2 separate regions of the Sus scrofa genome follow, and region 2 is linked to region 1. A link is a contact called in public HiChIP or PLAC-seq data. All regions are on one chromosome and are shown on one strand. Each heading gives the region's core, a stretch centred on a gene start, on an enhancer-like site or on the middle of the called end of the contact. The rest is flanking DNA. Distances are from core to core; before and after follow the strand shown. Region 1 overlaps NFIA (nuclear factor 1 A-type). Region 2 overlaps NFIA (nuclear factor 1 A-type).

The links. HiChIP or PLAC-seq counts read pairs in DNA pulled down with a chosen protein or histone mark.
Region 2: a contact with region 1 is called in an H3K27ac HiChIP or PLAC-seq map of skeletal muscle, with 2.7 times the contacts expected there. The contact joins two enhancer-like sites. A contact is called at or near these places in 1 of 47 Hi-C or Micro-C datasets (skeletal muscle) and 1 of 2 datasets of contacts at active chromatin or transcription factors (skeletal muscle).

Annotation. Positions count from the first base shown.
Region 1 is chr6:150,863,951-150,871,149 of Sscrofa11.1, reverse strand. NFIA (nuclear factor 1 A-type) reads left to right here. Exons shown (of 11, transcript XM_021097780.1): 10 at 2,896-2,987. Among named protein-coding and RNA genes, the nearest start is that of TM2D1, 250 kb to the right of the region's middle. Within about 2 kb of position 2,874, at least 21 of the 83 cell types and tissues checked have an H3K27ac peak or open chromatin away from gene starts, as enhancers often do. A contact at or near this core is called in skeletal muscle, where this site is marked.
Region 2 is chr6:151,174,897-151,182,095 of Sscrofa11.1, reverse strand. The region is part of intron 2 of NFIA (nuclear factor 1 A-type); the gene reads left to right. Among named protein-coding and RNA genes, the nearest start is that of NFIA, 51 kb to the left of the region's middle. Within about 2 kb of position 2,960, at least 16 of the 83 cell types and tissues checked have an H3K27ac peak or open chromatin away from gene starts, as enhancers often do. A contact at or near this core is called in skeletal muscle, where this site is marked.

The DNA of each region.
Region 1 (7,199 bases), core at 1,625-4,124:
CTTTCAAAATGGCAAAATTGGAATTCCTGTTACAGTGCAGCGGGAACTAATCTGACTGGTATCCATGAGGATACAGGTACAATCCCTGGCCTCCCTCAGTGGGTCGGGATCTGGCATTGCTGTGAGCTGTGGTGTAAGACGGCAGCTGTAGCTCTGATTCGACTGACCCCTAGCCTGGGAACCTCCATGTGCCAAAGGCGCTGCCCTTAAAAAAAAAAAAAAAGGCAAAATTATTTATGTCCGGCAAAAATAGAGGAGATGTAATACAGACCTTTCCAAATTGACTGCTGTGTATGATCAAGGGAGAACTGTCTTCACACACACAAAAAGAAGAGCTAAAAGGCCATGTACCCCAGGATCAGTCAGGATGCTTGTTTCGGATGCACCAGCATGGTCAAACGCCGTAGGAAGTCCTGCCGTGTGTCTGCAGTGACCGCTGCAGGCATGTGCACTGCTCTGCCAGGACCACAAGCCAAGGCCTTGGGGTGCAGCATCTGCCATCCATCTCTCAGTCTTAAAACCTTAGCTTACTTTCCATGGCCTTCTATGCTCAGCCTACCTACCTGGTCACCTACAGTAGAACATTTTTTTCCCTCCTAACTACTAACAGGTTTAACAGGTTCTTTTATCTACTGGCTTCCTCCTTATCTCTCCCACATCCTCTTTGTGCCCTTCCAAGCAGGTAAACTCGCTACCAGGTAACAACTATAGCCCATCCTTTTCAATATATAACTTTCTGTTGAGACTTCTGAAAGCATTATCAAAGCAGAGCAATAGTCTGAATGAAACAATAAAGAGTGTTTTGCGGAGCTTTTTAAAAAAGTGAGTTTCCCCCCCCTCTGGGGAGTAAGAGGTACACACTGAACAGCTAAATGTAGAGCTAATTCTCAGATCTGTTGGGGTTAGTCTAACATAGGATGGGCCGCGGAAGACCTCAGGACCTTGACACTGCTAGACAGGAGAGCTCGTCATGTGTTTAGAACATTTTCTTTAAAGCTGTTATGGGACAAACTCTTCTAAAACAAATACCACAACAAAAAGTTCTTCATTGGAGTTCCTGTCATGGCTCAGCGGTAATGAACCCCACTAGGATCCATGAGGATGGGGGTTTGATTCCTGGCCTTGCTCAGTGGGTTAAGGATCAGGCATTGCCCTGAGCTGTGGTGTAGGTCACAGATGCGGCTCGAATCTGGCATTGCTGTGGCTGTGGCATAGGCCGGCAGCTACAGCTCTGACTCGACCCCTAGCCTGGGAACCTCCATGTGCCATATAAAGGGCCCTAAAAAAGACAGAAGACCAAAAAATTTAAAAGAAGGTTATTAAGAGACGTGAGAGGACCTTCTCATTCCTCCTCTGTTCCATGCTGACTTCACACAGCCACACCGCATGACCGTCACAGCTCTATGTGGGTGACTTCGCTCTGACCACAGATGACCAGTAGGACTGGGCCAGATTGGTGGGAATTTGATCTCTAGACGTCGTTAACAAGGGAAGCAAGAAGTCTGAGCCATGCTGTACGAGACAGAAGATGAAAGGAAGAGAAATAGATGATGTCAAAAGTGGGGGGTGGGGGAGTCTGGCAAAGAGATTTGGTGTTATTCTCTCAATTATCTGTGTTTTTAAGAAATGCAAATCCTTTTCATCTCTTAGATGGTGCATTAGGGCAGAACATGTAGGCTTTTTACAGATATTGTTAAGAAATTTGAAATGAAGCAATAGTCTATCTAAAACTCCTAGTAAAGAAAGAATGTGGATAAATCCTAGGACTTTGTGGTAAAGACATGGATGGAAGGACACCCAAAAACGAAATGCTCATTTGGATTTATGAGCCAGGGAAACACCAAAGCCACAGAATTTTTTCTCACTAAACTACAGTGAAGCTCTTAAATATAAAAACCAACCACAGAAACATTCATGTGCTGTGGAAAGAATGGTAGGCTGAAGTGTGGTCCCTGAGGTTCTGGGTTTACATGAGATCTTGATGGTTTGTGCCTGAATGGAAGGGTTCTAGGGTGAGAAAACTTGTTAATACTGTAAGCACATTTTGTGCATCATAAAATTCTAGACACTCCACCAAGCCTGTAAAAACAGCTGCTCTAGGTGGTTTTCCACCCCTTTTCTGGAGAACCCAATTCCTTCTATAGAGACTCCTCTTCCAGGGAGTTCCCATTGTGGCTCAGCAGGTTACAAGCCCGACCAGTGTCCATGGGGATGTGGGTTCGATCCCTGGTAAGTTGAGGATCTGGCATTGCCACAAGCTGCGGCGTAAGTGGCAGACGCAGCTTGGATCCTGCATTGCTCTGACTGTGGTGTAGGCTGGCAGCTGCAGATCCAATTTGGCCCCTAGCCCGGGAACGTCCATGTGCCACGGGTGCAGCCCTAAAAAAAGCAAAAAAAAAAAAAAAATTAAAAATTAAAAAAAGACTCCTTTCCATAGTTTAGAGAGAGGCACAGGAACGTTTCCTGATCTTTAGGAGGGTCATAGTGTGAAATCAAAGTTGTAAAATGAACTGCTTTCCTTACCTTTCTACCTAATTTCTTTCTCCTGTGCTTTTAAAGACTAGGATTTCTCTTTCTGACCCCCGAGCTCATGTTTAACTCAGAAAGTATACTTTGCAGTACCCTGCATGTTCTCATTGGTGTGAGGGAAGGAGAGAAGAGCCCCTCTGAGCACCAGTTTGACATCGTTTTATTCCAACAGTCTTTGGAATCCAACACCCCTTCCCTTTTTGACTGTCTAAAATGCCCCTGCTAGCCAGATCCCTCTGCTAGCCCAGCGTTTGCACATTTCCTTGTTAATCAGCTGCGTAGGCTCGGAGACTGTGTGTTTTTGGTGTTGTTTGTGTGTGCAATCTCGTGCTGCTTCCTGAACGCATGTGTCCCTTCCCTTCACAGCCTACTCGACACCCAGCACCTCCCCCGCAAACCGATTCGTCAGTGTTGGACCACGGGATCCAAGCTTTGTAAATATCCCTCAACAGACACAGGTGGGCCGCTCTCATCTTTTCTGTATGTGGTGCAGCTTGTTTTATTCATCAGGTGCATTGTAACTTGTCTTGGGCACAACAGGCTGCTTTTCCCAGTCCCTGTTCGGTCCCCTTTCCTCCCCACCCTCACCCATCCCGGCCCTTCAGCCACAGAGCTCTCGGGAATCGTGGAAAACAGTGTCTGCAATTTTTGCTTCTCGTATTGAAGAGGAGGGCTTCTGTGCCAGAGCTCCTTTTGCTGTGGGAGGAAAACTTCCCCAGGGCTAGGTAGCGTGTGCTTCCCCCGCTTAAAAGTTCGTGTCTCTCTGCGTGCAAGCAGACAGAAGTAGGCCCCCAGCGAATCTGGCAAGTGCGCTCTGGTTGGGGTGACATCAGAGTGCGTGCCGGGAGTGGGGGGGACCAGCCACTCTTCTGTACTTGTTATAGGGCCACAGGAACCTGGCCGACTTTCTAAGAGGAAGAGAAAGGGTTCCTGAGCCCTGTTAAGTTGCTGGTGATGGTGCAGAAGGAGGTGTTCGTTAGCTGGCCCCCGAGGGATGGGAAGGGATGTCTGAGAAAGGATTGTCGTGTTTGGAGGTAGGCAACGGGGAAAGGAGTATGCCGGGACATCTCGAGTTTGCTTTTCCACGGATAGTTGTGTTTTGTGCTAGTATAGGCCAAGGAGAAAAAAACAATCTCTTTTAAAAGTTTAGAAATGGCTGCTGTTAAGTGAGAAATGGAGAAATGCTTGGAAGGCAAAGGTAGTAGACAGAGAGATACTTAGAGAGGTGTGAAGTAGAATTCGATGAAGTTCTGGAAGAAACGACTCCCTGATTTCCCAGTGAGAACATGATTGTGTATTGTCCTGATTGAAGTACAGAAAGTATTTTCTCTTTGAGGTTCTCAACACGGTGTTTGAAAAAATTCTCTGAGCTATTTTGTGCCTGTGCCTGGGTGTGTAATCTCCAGATGCCTAATTTATAACTATTCATCTTTGTTTGTAACACTATGAGCAGGTGCTTATGAAGGAGATAGATTTGCTTCCTTGGGTCCATTTGCTTTCTCCGTAAAGGGTTTTAGTTTATTGCTGTGTCGACAGCGTGGGTTAAACTGCATTGCATCTAAAGCCTTCCTTACACCAAAGCAGGGTCACGGAAAGTACAGCCTCAGAGGAGGCAGCTGGGAGGAGAGGGGAAGCAGAGAGGGGAGGGGGAAAGTTAACTCTTGAATTTCCCGCTTCTGCTGTTTCTGCTGAAACTGGCAGGTACAGGGCACCTGGAATGAACATCTCCTATTCAGTACCTCCCGTAAAATTGTTCAAGTTTATTGCTTATTTTGCTCTATCTTCAAATCCTTAACCGATGAATTTGAATAACTGCCTCAAATGCTTTAAAATAGAAGAACGTTTCCTGCTGTACTTTTGGCTCACGTGGTCAAGTTCAGTGAGAAGGGGGGAGCTGGGGACAGTGGCTTTATATTGGATGATTGCTTTTCTCAGAGCCCCAGTGGACTCGGGTGACTTCATTAAGAGCCTCACAAATGCAGTTTGGAAATGTCCTGTTTGTATTTTATATAGTATTGTGTCTATAAGTTGTGATTCACAGCTCTGAAATTGAACCCTGCGTTCCATTCAATTTGTTTCTCTATAATCAGAACGTGTTCTGTTCCAACATGGCTTTGTTTCACAAATGCCTTATTTAACCCAGAAACTGAGTCTTCATGATGTTGACCACAAAAATGCAATTCTTAAAAGTCCAGATTTTCTACGCATCTGGATGAATGATGTCATGTAGACCCAGTTTTGGCATCTGGAACTGGATTTTTTGGGTTTCCGTTAAATATTTGGCATCATCGGGGCAACAGCTTCAATGTTTCTCATCACAGTGACACCTGCCACATTGGCTTGAAGAAAACCATCCCCAATTGTCTTATGAGAAACTGTGCTAATGGAATTAATTTTTTCCCCAAAAAAATATATCCTGAGATGAAAATTATGTACTCTTAAGTATTTTAATATTTAGATGTATGTATTAACTCTTTTTTTTAAAAAAAGGAACTACTTCCTGGAGCCATTTAAAGTGGTAAGCATATATAGATATAGATAATAAAAATCATATTTTAAATGATTTTATTAAGAGGACCTCAGTTCAGAAGAGGAATTTTTTAAGAAATAATTTGAGTGTGGCCTGCAGATTAGTAATTTCCTGGACAAACTTGCATTTTTCTATATAAATATTTTTGTTAAAGAGGCATGAAATTTGTACTAATTGAATTACAGGAAAAGTTTTCTGGGAAAGTAAGTCTGGTTTCTACCTTGAAATGTAAAAAGTGAAGTCACCCAAGCAGTTGCTTGAGCTTTATAAATGCCGAGGAGATATTCTGCACATAAATCCATAAAAAAAATAACAAAAGAAAATGGCCTTCCTTTCTCCCAAGGAAAACTTTTTAAATGCTTGAAGCATCAACCTGTAGAAGACAGATTAGATATGGTCTCTGTTTTTTCCAGCAGATAGAATTTGAGCTAACACATAGACATTTGAAGTAGGTGGCTTTCAGTTTATCATAAGACCTTTCTTAAAAAAAATAAAAGGGTTCCTGTCGTGGCTCTGTGATAAACCAACCCAACTAGTATCCATGAGGACACAGGTTCAATCCCTGGCCTTGCTCAGTGGGTTAAGTATCTGGTGTTGATGCCTTGAGCTGTAGTGGCAAACCCGCAGCTCAGATCCTGTGTTGCTGTGGTTGTGGTGTAGGCCGCAGCTACAGCTCTGATTTGACCCCTAGCCTGGGAACCTCCATATGCTACAGGTGTGTCCCTAAAAAGACAAAAGAAAAAAAAAAAAAGAGTTCTTTGATGACAGGTAGCCTCTATTTATTGAGCCTTTTCACTGTACTAAGTACCTTACTACATTATCCAGCAAATCTTGATAGTCACCCAGTAGGATATATATAATTAGCTCCACTTTATAGATGTGGAGGCTGAGGTGTAAAGAGATTGGTGGTTTTCCCAAAGCCATGCAGTGGTGAGGAGTGGAGCAAGAACGGATCCCCAGTTCTATCTGGCTCCAAAGCCTGTACTCTCTAACCACTGTGCTGCACTGCCTGTCAGGCTGGCGAGCTGGTGAGCCCCTTTCCCTACAGATACTCAAACGGAGACGGATGCTCGACTCTCAGGAATACCACTGGCATAATCCCTGGTTTTAAATCTGAGATTGCATTAAAATCTAAAAGAATGGAAAGCTAGGTCTCAGAGAAAGATTTATACACCCACGTTCTTAGCAGCATCGCTCACAACAGCCAAAAGATGGAAACAGCCAAAGTGTCCATTGACAGTAAGTGGATGAACAAAATGCGATGCACCCATTTTATTCTGTAAATTCTAATTTCATGTGGTATCATACATATATTCAGTCTTAAAAAGGAAAGGAATTCTGCCGTATGTTCCGTCACGGACGGGCTTTGAAGACATTTCGCAAAGGGAAAGAAGCCAGCCACAAAAGGACAGATGCTGTGCCACTCCACTTAGGTGAGGGACCTCATATAGTCAAATGTAGGTAGGGTGGCGGCTGTCAGGAGCTGGGGAGAGGATGGAATCGTTATGGTTTAAAAGGATCGAGTTTCCATCCTATGAGATGGATGGGGGTGATGGTTGCTTAACAGCGTGAGTGTCCGGAACACCACGAAACTGCCCGCCTAAGAATAGTGGAGATGGTGGGACCTTTTATGTTATGTGTATTTCCCCACAATTTAAAAATTGGAATCCTTCGATAAATGGTAACAGCTCTTTCGCCTCTTGGGAGTCTAACGCTCTGTAAAACAGCCAGGAAGGGTGGACTGTTTATCAGTAAAATCCACGTCATTGTGGGCTGCCCTCTCTGAAAGCACTAGTTCTCGGGTCCGATCCATAGTAGTGGGTAGTCAGCAGATAAACGTTGGATTTAAATGATTCATAAGGAAGTTGAAAAATAATGACTTTTTTCTGATTACAATCATGATACATGTTAATTGTAGAACATACAAATGGGAAAAATAATAAAAATCACCTGTAGTCCTACTGTTAACATTTCTGTATAAATCCATCCAGACCGTTTCTACGCATACAAATATATTGCAAAAGTGAGATCATATTATATACACTGTTTGGTAACCTGCTGTTTCTTTCCCTTAACAATATATTATGGCCTTCTTTCCATGTAAATTGGAAAAATTGAATATTGGCTTTTATTGCACCTA
Region 2 (7,199 bases), core at 1,711-4,210, 310 kb before region 1:
TTTATTGGTAAAATGCAATGTTCCCTGGCTGGGTCTTGGTAGTGATAGCATGTGGGGCTGGGGTAGGACTCCCTTTTCCATTTTCTTTTGATCTTAAAGTTACATAACTGTGCATTCAGCTCAACTTGTGTTAGTGCAGTAGGAAGATGTGTAGGTGGAAAGATATTCTAAAGGGAGGCTAAAGCTACCTTCCCTGTCAAGAAGAAATTCAAGTGAACAAATAAAAATAGACTCAAAGAGTCATAGAACATTATAGCTGTAAGGGACCTGAGGTTTCATTTAATCCAAATTTAAGCTTCAAGGTCCCAGATAAAATTTATATCTGTGCTTGTGAATAGGGCTTTTCCATATTTAAAAGTTAAATTTATTGTGTTCACTTATTTATCTTGATATGTTTGTGACCCTATTTTTTTTTTTTTTTTAATATGGCTAATAGGAACATTCTGTGTTATCACTTCCTTTTTTTTTTTTTTGGTCTGGAGGCTTGTATATGTCTTTTAGTTTGCTAGTATTTTCACATGTGCAGGCATACAAGAGAAAATGGCAATCTAGTATTGTAAAACAGAGAAAGAATGAATTATAGTGTAGGAAGAGAAGACTGGATTAATTGTGCTCTTAGCAGTCAGGTTGCCATAAGCGTCATATTTTAAAGTTTGAGACTACCTCGCGTGTATCCCAGAGTTTGTACAGGGCTGTTGGGCGTCTCCTTAGACATACAGTCTGCCTGCTCTTCAGGCCTAACATATAAAATGGATGTCATTTAACTGGCATCTAGAAAGCATCGGTAGCACTGCAGATTTTATCACTCATTCCAAACACGGGAATTGCAAAACACCTTTCTCTAAATATTTTCTCTTCATGGTGCAACTGGGGAGGGCCAAACTCCAGCCTTAAATAAAGTTTCAACCTGACTGGGTGACAGAAATGGCAGAATAATAAAACTTTCGGTCAAGAAACTGATGGCTAGGCTGTGTCTAGGATTAGACTGTGCTTTTGTTTCGGTTTCCTATGGGCTCCTTGTGTCTACTCAGTACCCGCCTCTGTGTAGCCAGGAGGAAGTGGAGATTGCACCTTGGGTTTCTTTTTCTAGAGATATTCCTCTTGGGACTCCTAGATCCTAATGAGTATTCTTTTGTTGATGATAATCTACTTAACTGATATCCTATCATCAGAATCCCTTGATGGAATTAGCTTTGCATTTTGCACAGTTCTTTCATCCTGGCTTCTACAAGTGCCTCCCTCCCTTAAATTATTGTTCTAATGGAAATTACATGTAAATATGTAAATTACTGTGTGGGAAGCCTGCATAGTAGGCTGTTTTTGATACCCAGTCCACCCTACTGGCGACTACTTTGTAGGAAGCTTCATAGAATAATGCAGAGGGTACGAAGAGACCTCTGCTATGATTTCTTTGGTTTATATATTTTGCATTGAAATGGTAGATCTTTTTTTTTTTTTTTTTTGGTTGGAATTTATTTGAGATGATTAAAGACATTTTGCAGAGTACTCAAATATAGGTGAAAGAATTTCAAGTTTGCTCATTTTGGCATAATTGTAAAACAAAAGTGTTACTGTTGGATCTGGGCATGTGATGGGTGAATGAGTGTTTCAATGAAATGACATAAGTCTGTATAATTTGGAGGGTAATGATGCCTTAGAACAAGAATAAATCTGGAGCGATGGAAAGGCTCCATATTCTAGATGAATGCATGCTTCCTCTTATGAGTCTGAAAAATAAAATTAAATTTTTATTTATACGAATCCACTGGGGACAAAAGCTCATGGACTGGGTTTATGATATATTTCAGAACAGGAATATTAGCCTTAACCTCTTTCCTCACATTGCATATGATATTTAATCCATCATCTTTGTTTTAAACAAACAATACGCAAGCTGTTGCTGGCATTGGTATAAAGCTGATGGTCCATCTGGAGAGCAGGAATATAGATCAGGAAAATAAGAGAATTGAAATTGGGTGCAAGGGCAGATTTGCATGTGTAAAACCTTTCTGTTTTTACCAGCTTTTTATCAAATTATTTAATACTAGGCAACACAGATTCCTTTTTCTTGAATCTGAGTGTCTTATTCGAAGAAGAGTTGCTTCTGGGCTGAAAGGAGGACAGTTGGGGTTTGAGAGACGGTAAAGTCCTAAGCCATTCCTCTCACCTTTTTTTTTGGCAGGGGGAGTCCCGGTGGAGAAGAGAGAGCCCCACTGGGGGATTTAGTTCCTGGTGTAGCCCTGTGATCCTTGGCCAGTCCTTTTAGCTTCTTGACCTTCAGTGTCCTTTGATCCCACTTAATTCATCAGCCATTGGTTGAGGCAACTGAGAATTTTCTGAGCTGACCATTATGCGAGGCATCAGGGACCCCTAGAGGAGAAAGACTGGGCCCTTCTCTCAAGAGGCTTCAGGTCTTGCAGTGGAGACGGGACCTCACAACTGCACAATGGCATCAGGGGCGTATAAGAGATGCCGGGTCGCAAAGGAAGGAAAATTCATTCTGTCCAGAACGGACAGGAAGATTTGAATTACGAATCCTTCCTAAAGGTTTTCTACTTCCGTTGGCCAAGGAGCAGACATTCCAGGTATCTGGATCGTGAGAGGTTCAGGACGAATTATCAACAAAGTTCTTTCCAGCACCACACGGGTGGTGTTATCAATGTGAAATTCTTTGAATAGCTTTCCTCTGATGAGGTACTTGCCAAAGAGTGTTTATTGTCATGGTTGAAAGAAAGTAATAATGAAAGAAACAATGATTTCTTTTGGTTATAAAATTGGGGCTGGATGGGAGGAGGCAGCCGGGGTTTTTTTTTTGTTTGTTTTTTTGCCCCCCCCCCCTTTTTAATTATCGCCCTGTTTGAAAGAGCAGGCTGCATGGAGGGTGGCACACACTCTGTGCAGAGACCTTCCTCCTTCCAGAGAGTGGCATGGATGGAGCGACTGTAACCTGGCCTCCCTCCACGGGAGGAGGGAATCCAGGTGGCCCCGCTCAGATGTGTGTGCACAGCAAGGCTTCTGAAATGACAGGAGCGCCCGGCGGCTTCCCAAGCAGCTGTGACTCTGGATCGCGCCCACCATCTCTGCTTCTCACCACCAGAGGAGTGAATCTCTGCTGCCTTAGGAGGCGCGGAGCCCGGGAATTTTCTTCCTTTTTTTTTTTTTAATGTTTCATTTTATTTTTAAATTCTTCAAGCAGCAGATGATGATTTCTTGACAAAAGAAAGATTCCCTCTTTTTAAAGAGGTCTTGTGTAAACTCACGGGTTAGGAAGAAAACCAGAACCCCTCCTTTTTTGTTGTTGTTTATGCGCGGCCAATAATTTATTCACATGTGACATTTGAGCTGGCATTTTTTTTTCTCCCCCTCCTAAGAGGACAGTAGCTTCCGCTGTTGTTGTGTCCTAAAGCAAAGTCAGAATAGCCCTTCGCTTTTGTCCCCCTTGGTAGGTATATTTTAGCCTCTGGCCTTTTTTCATTTAGACCTTATGCTGTTTCCTAACCCTCAGACTGTTTTTGAAAGGCTTTGATTAAAATATGCTGATAACAGAATTTGATAACCAAGTTAGGAACGACAAGGCTATCTGGAGAAGACCGAATGATTTGGCAGCCTAACAAATTCTATTCAGAGCACACAAAGAGATCCTGGAACCTTTTACAGGGACTCGTGTTTGGGGAATGGTATGAACTCAGGTTACCTGCAGAATATGGTGTCATATGGAAACATTTAAGAGCTTATGGAAAATTCTTTGAAATAAAGTGGAATGAGCCAGCAAGCATAGAATACCGAAGAAGAAAAATAAGAGCATTCATTCTGATTTTCAGGTGGCTGCTCAAGGAGGGGAGAAGGACGAAAGTAAATCATTGTCAACATCCTACGCCTCACGTAGAAGAGCTATCGCCTCAGAATAGCTGTGCTAACCAAATCCTAGACTTAAAAGGATCTTAGAGGCCATTGCGTCCCACAGCCTTGCTCTGTTAGAAACTCCCGTGTGATGCCCCCAACAGCCTCTGCGTAAATACTTCCAGAGGGACGTGAGGGAGTGGGAGTGAAGGTGGCTGATGCTGAATACCTCCTCTCTCGAGATACTGCTCGGGCACGTGCTCACCATCTCCTGTTTAACTTACGTGTGGGTTTTATGACATACAGTTTACAGATGAGGAAATTAAGTTAGGTCAACCTGTAAGGCGACTTGCCTCCGCTCGTGTGTCTAGCTTAAGGCCCAACAGAAATTAGGACCTCCTCCCATCGTTTTGCACCGCACTAACCTGCCTCCCAGGCTGGAGAAGCGCCCTCTTCCTCCCCGGGCTGCCTCTTCCATCTTGATGTGCGTTGCTGGAAAATGCTTTCTTTTATTTAGCTGAAATCTGCCTCTCATTAACATCTCTCCTCGGTCTCCTTTCCACCTCAGGAACATCACAGAGTTGATGGAATTTTCTTTCCTCATTCAGGTATGTTAACAGCCACTGCTACCCATATGGTCTCTGCCATCTTGTACATAGTTGATTTTTTTTTTTTTTAAATGAACACACGCACGCACATAAATGTCCTCATACTGACTGCCGTCCACCTTCCAACATATGGAGCTCTTTTTCTCTTTGAATCCTAGAGGTCTAGACTCAAAGAAGATGAGTGTTAGCAGATACGTTCGTTTCATTCCGCTCTGCCTGATTCATCAGCCAACTGTTAGTATGGCGTCATTCAGGCCATTAATAAAAGTAGTAACGGGACAAACAGGCTAGGTTAACTTGTGGTCTGTGTACTAGTTCCTGATAGCGCATGGAGAATTTAGACTCCGTGTGAATTTTTCTGGGAAGGGGGTTGGTTACAGTTGTCAGGTTTTTAAAGGAAGCTGTTATCTTCAAGAGTTAAGAACTATTCAAAGACGAGAACTTTCTCCAGGTTGAATTAACGAACTTCTTCGAGGAGGGCTTCCCAAGTGACCGTAAATTCAAATAACCATCGTCGATACTGTTTACGTTGTCCAGCAGGCGCATGGTAAATGGTCTCATAAGATGCGTAGCTCAAATGAAAATTTGCAGTGTTTTCTGCATTCTCTTGATACTCCTGGACATTATAAAGGAGTACTTATGCCCTTAAACATGGACAAGAGTAATACTCTTATAGTGAGCTTTTTTAGAAAGTGTCCTTTAAAAGGTAAAAACTATAAATCTTAAGGAGTTTGCGTTGTTTATTTTTCATTTTTCTTTGTTTTCCATTGTAAGCCTAATTATTACTCTCCAAAACCTTACCCTTTACTCTGCAGGAACCTTGAAAGCAGGTGAGAGGGATATTGGGGAATATCCTGGCCCTCATCTGCTGTTGAGTAGGTGTTGGCGTCTCAGTTGCCTGGGAGCTCCTTCAGGTCGGCAGCCTCCGCAAGGCCTTTGCTCCCTAGCACGAAGCTCATGTCTGGCAAATACTAGACTGTGAAGGTTTCTGAACTGAATGGAACGATTGAGACGCTACTGCCTGTTATTTAGGGTTTCAGTATTAGGTTGTTTATTTTAGTCAACCTTTATTTGGGGTGAATGGCCTAAAAATGCAGTTGTGCTGAGTACCTAATGAATGTAATAATGAAGAGGAAGCGCAATGGTCCGTAATGAGTTGTGATCTACAGGAAAGTGGAGAGCCCAGTTACAAATGATAAGCTTTATTATGTGTGAAATAAAAAACGTATAGCCGAAGTGAAAGTGTTGATTAACAATAACCCCTTCATGTGTAGTTGTTTAAAGTGAGCATTGGGGAGTTCCCGTCGTGGCTCAGTGGTTAACAAGCCCGACTAGGAACTGTGAGGTGGCGTGTTCGATCCCTGGCCTTGCTCAGTGTGTTGAGGATCCGGCATTGCGGTGAGCTGTGGTGTAGGTCGAAGACGCAGCTTGGATCCCGCGTTGCTGTGGCTCTGGTGTAGGCCAGAGTCTACAGCTCCGATTAGACCCCTAGCCTGGGAACCTCTGTATGCCGCAGGTGCAGCCCTAGAAAGGACAAAAAAAATAAAAATAAAAATAATAAAAAAATAAGATGGGCATTGGCCTGCATGAAATGGAGATTAGTAATCTTACACACATAAAAAGAGTTTTAAACATCTAGACTTGAGAGAGGTAGGTAGTACATCCCCTATGCTTTAGAGATAAGGAAGCTGAGATCCTGATGGTAAAGTGACTTTCCAAAGGTCACACACTCAAAACAGTAGTACTGTTTTCTATAACAGTACTTACTTCATGCTTTTTTTTAGTCTTCTAAATGTTGAAAGTTTAAGTAAAGGGCATTTCTAGACCATATGAAGTAGCCCAGTTGCCCCAGGAGTAGTTTATTATATGTATATCCACCATTAGCTTGCAGAGTAAGAGCAAAAATCTACAGAACTTGGTTTTAAAGGACGGTTTTTTTTTTTTTTTTTTTTTTTTTAAAGACTGTACCTGTAGCATATGGAAGTTCCTAGGCTAGGGGTCGAATCAATGCTGCAGCTGCCTGCCTACGCCACAGCCATAGCCACACCAGATCCGAGCTGCATCTGTGACCTACACCACAGCTCATGGCAACACTGGATCCTTTAACCCACTGATCGAGTCCAGGGATCGAACTTGCATCCTCGTGGATACTAGTCAGGTTCGTTACCACTGCGCCACAAGGGGAACTCCCTAAAGGACAGTTGCTGCTTGAAACTGGGAATGAATGTTTTCATATTTTCTCATCTGAAGTTGTGAGTTCTTTGGTGTATTTGACATTAGGGACACTTTCCAGGGGGAGTTTAGAGAATGAATATGTTAAAGATCTCTAATAAAGCTAGGATGTTGTGGGACATTTAGAGCCCAGCCATACCTTCTTACAGACTGTCTCTTGGGGCCCCCGAGTGAGTTAGAATACGGGGTTGATAGACAAGGGAACTGACCCAGTGGAATGGTTCTTACAATGTTTTGAGGGACCTTCCTTGACTCTTCTCCCAGAGGTCAGTGTCTGGGCTTCAAGCAAGTGCGTCTTGCCTCACCAGCCTAGACGCTAAGCTTTTCTTAGGCTCCCAGAATGACTTATTCAGTAATGACTTCTACTTTGTATTAAAAGAGTTTGGTGGTTGAGATCGGAGGAAGAGGCAAGACTAACCCATTTCCAGCTTGCTCAGCCTGACGTTATCTTTCAGGCTGCCAGTGAAATAAGAAAGATCTATGGTTTTTATGGCATCAGGGGTGCCACGTGTATGATGA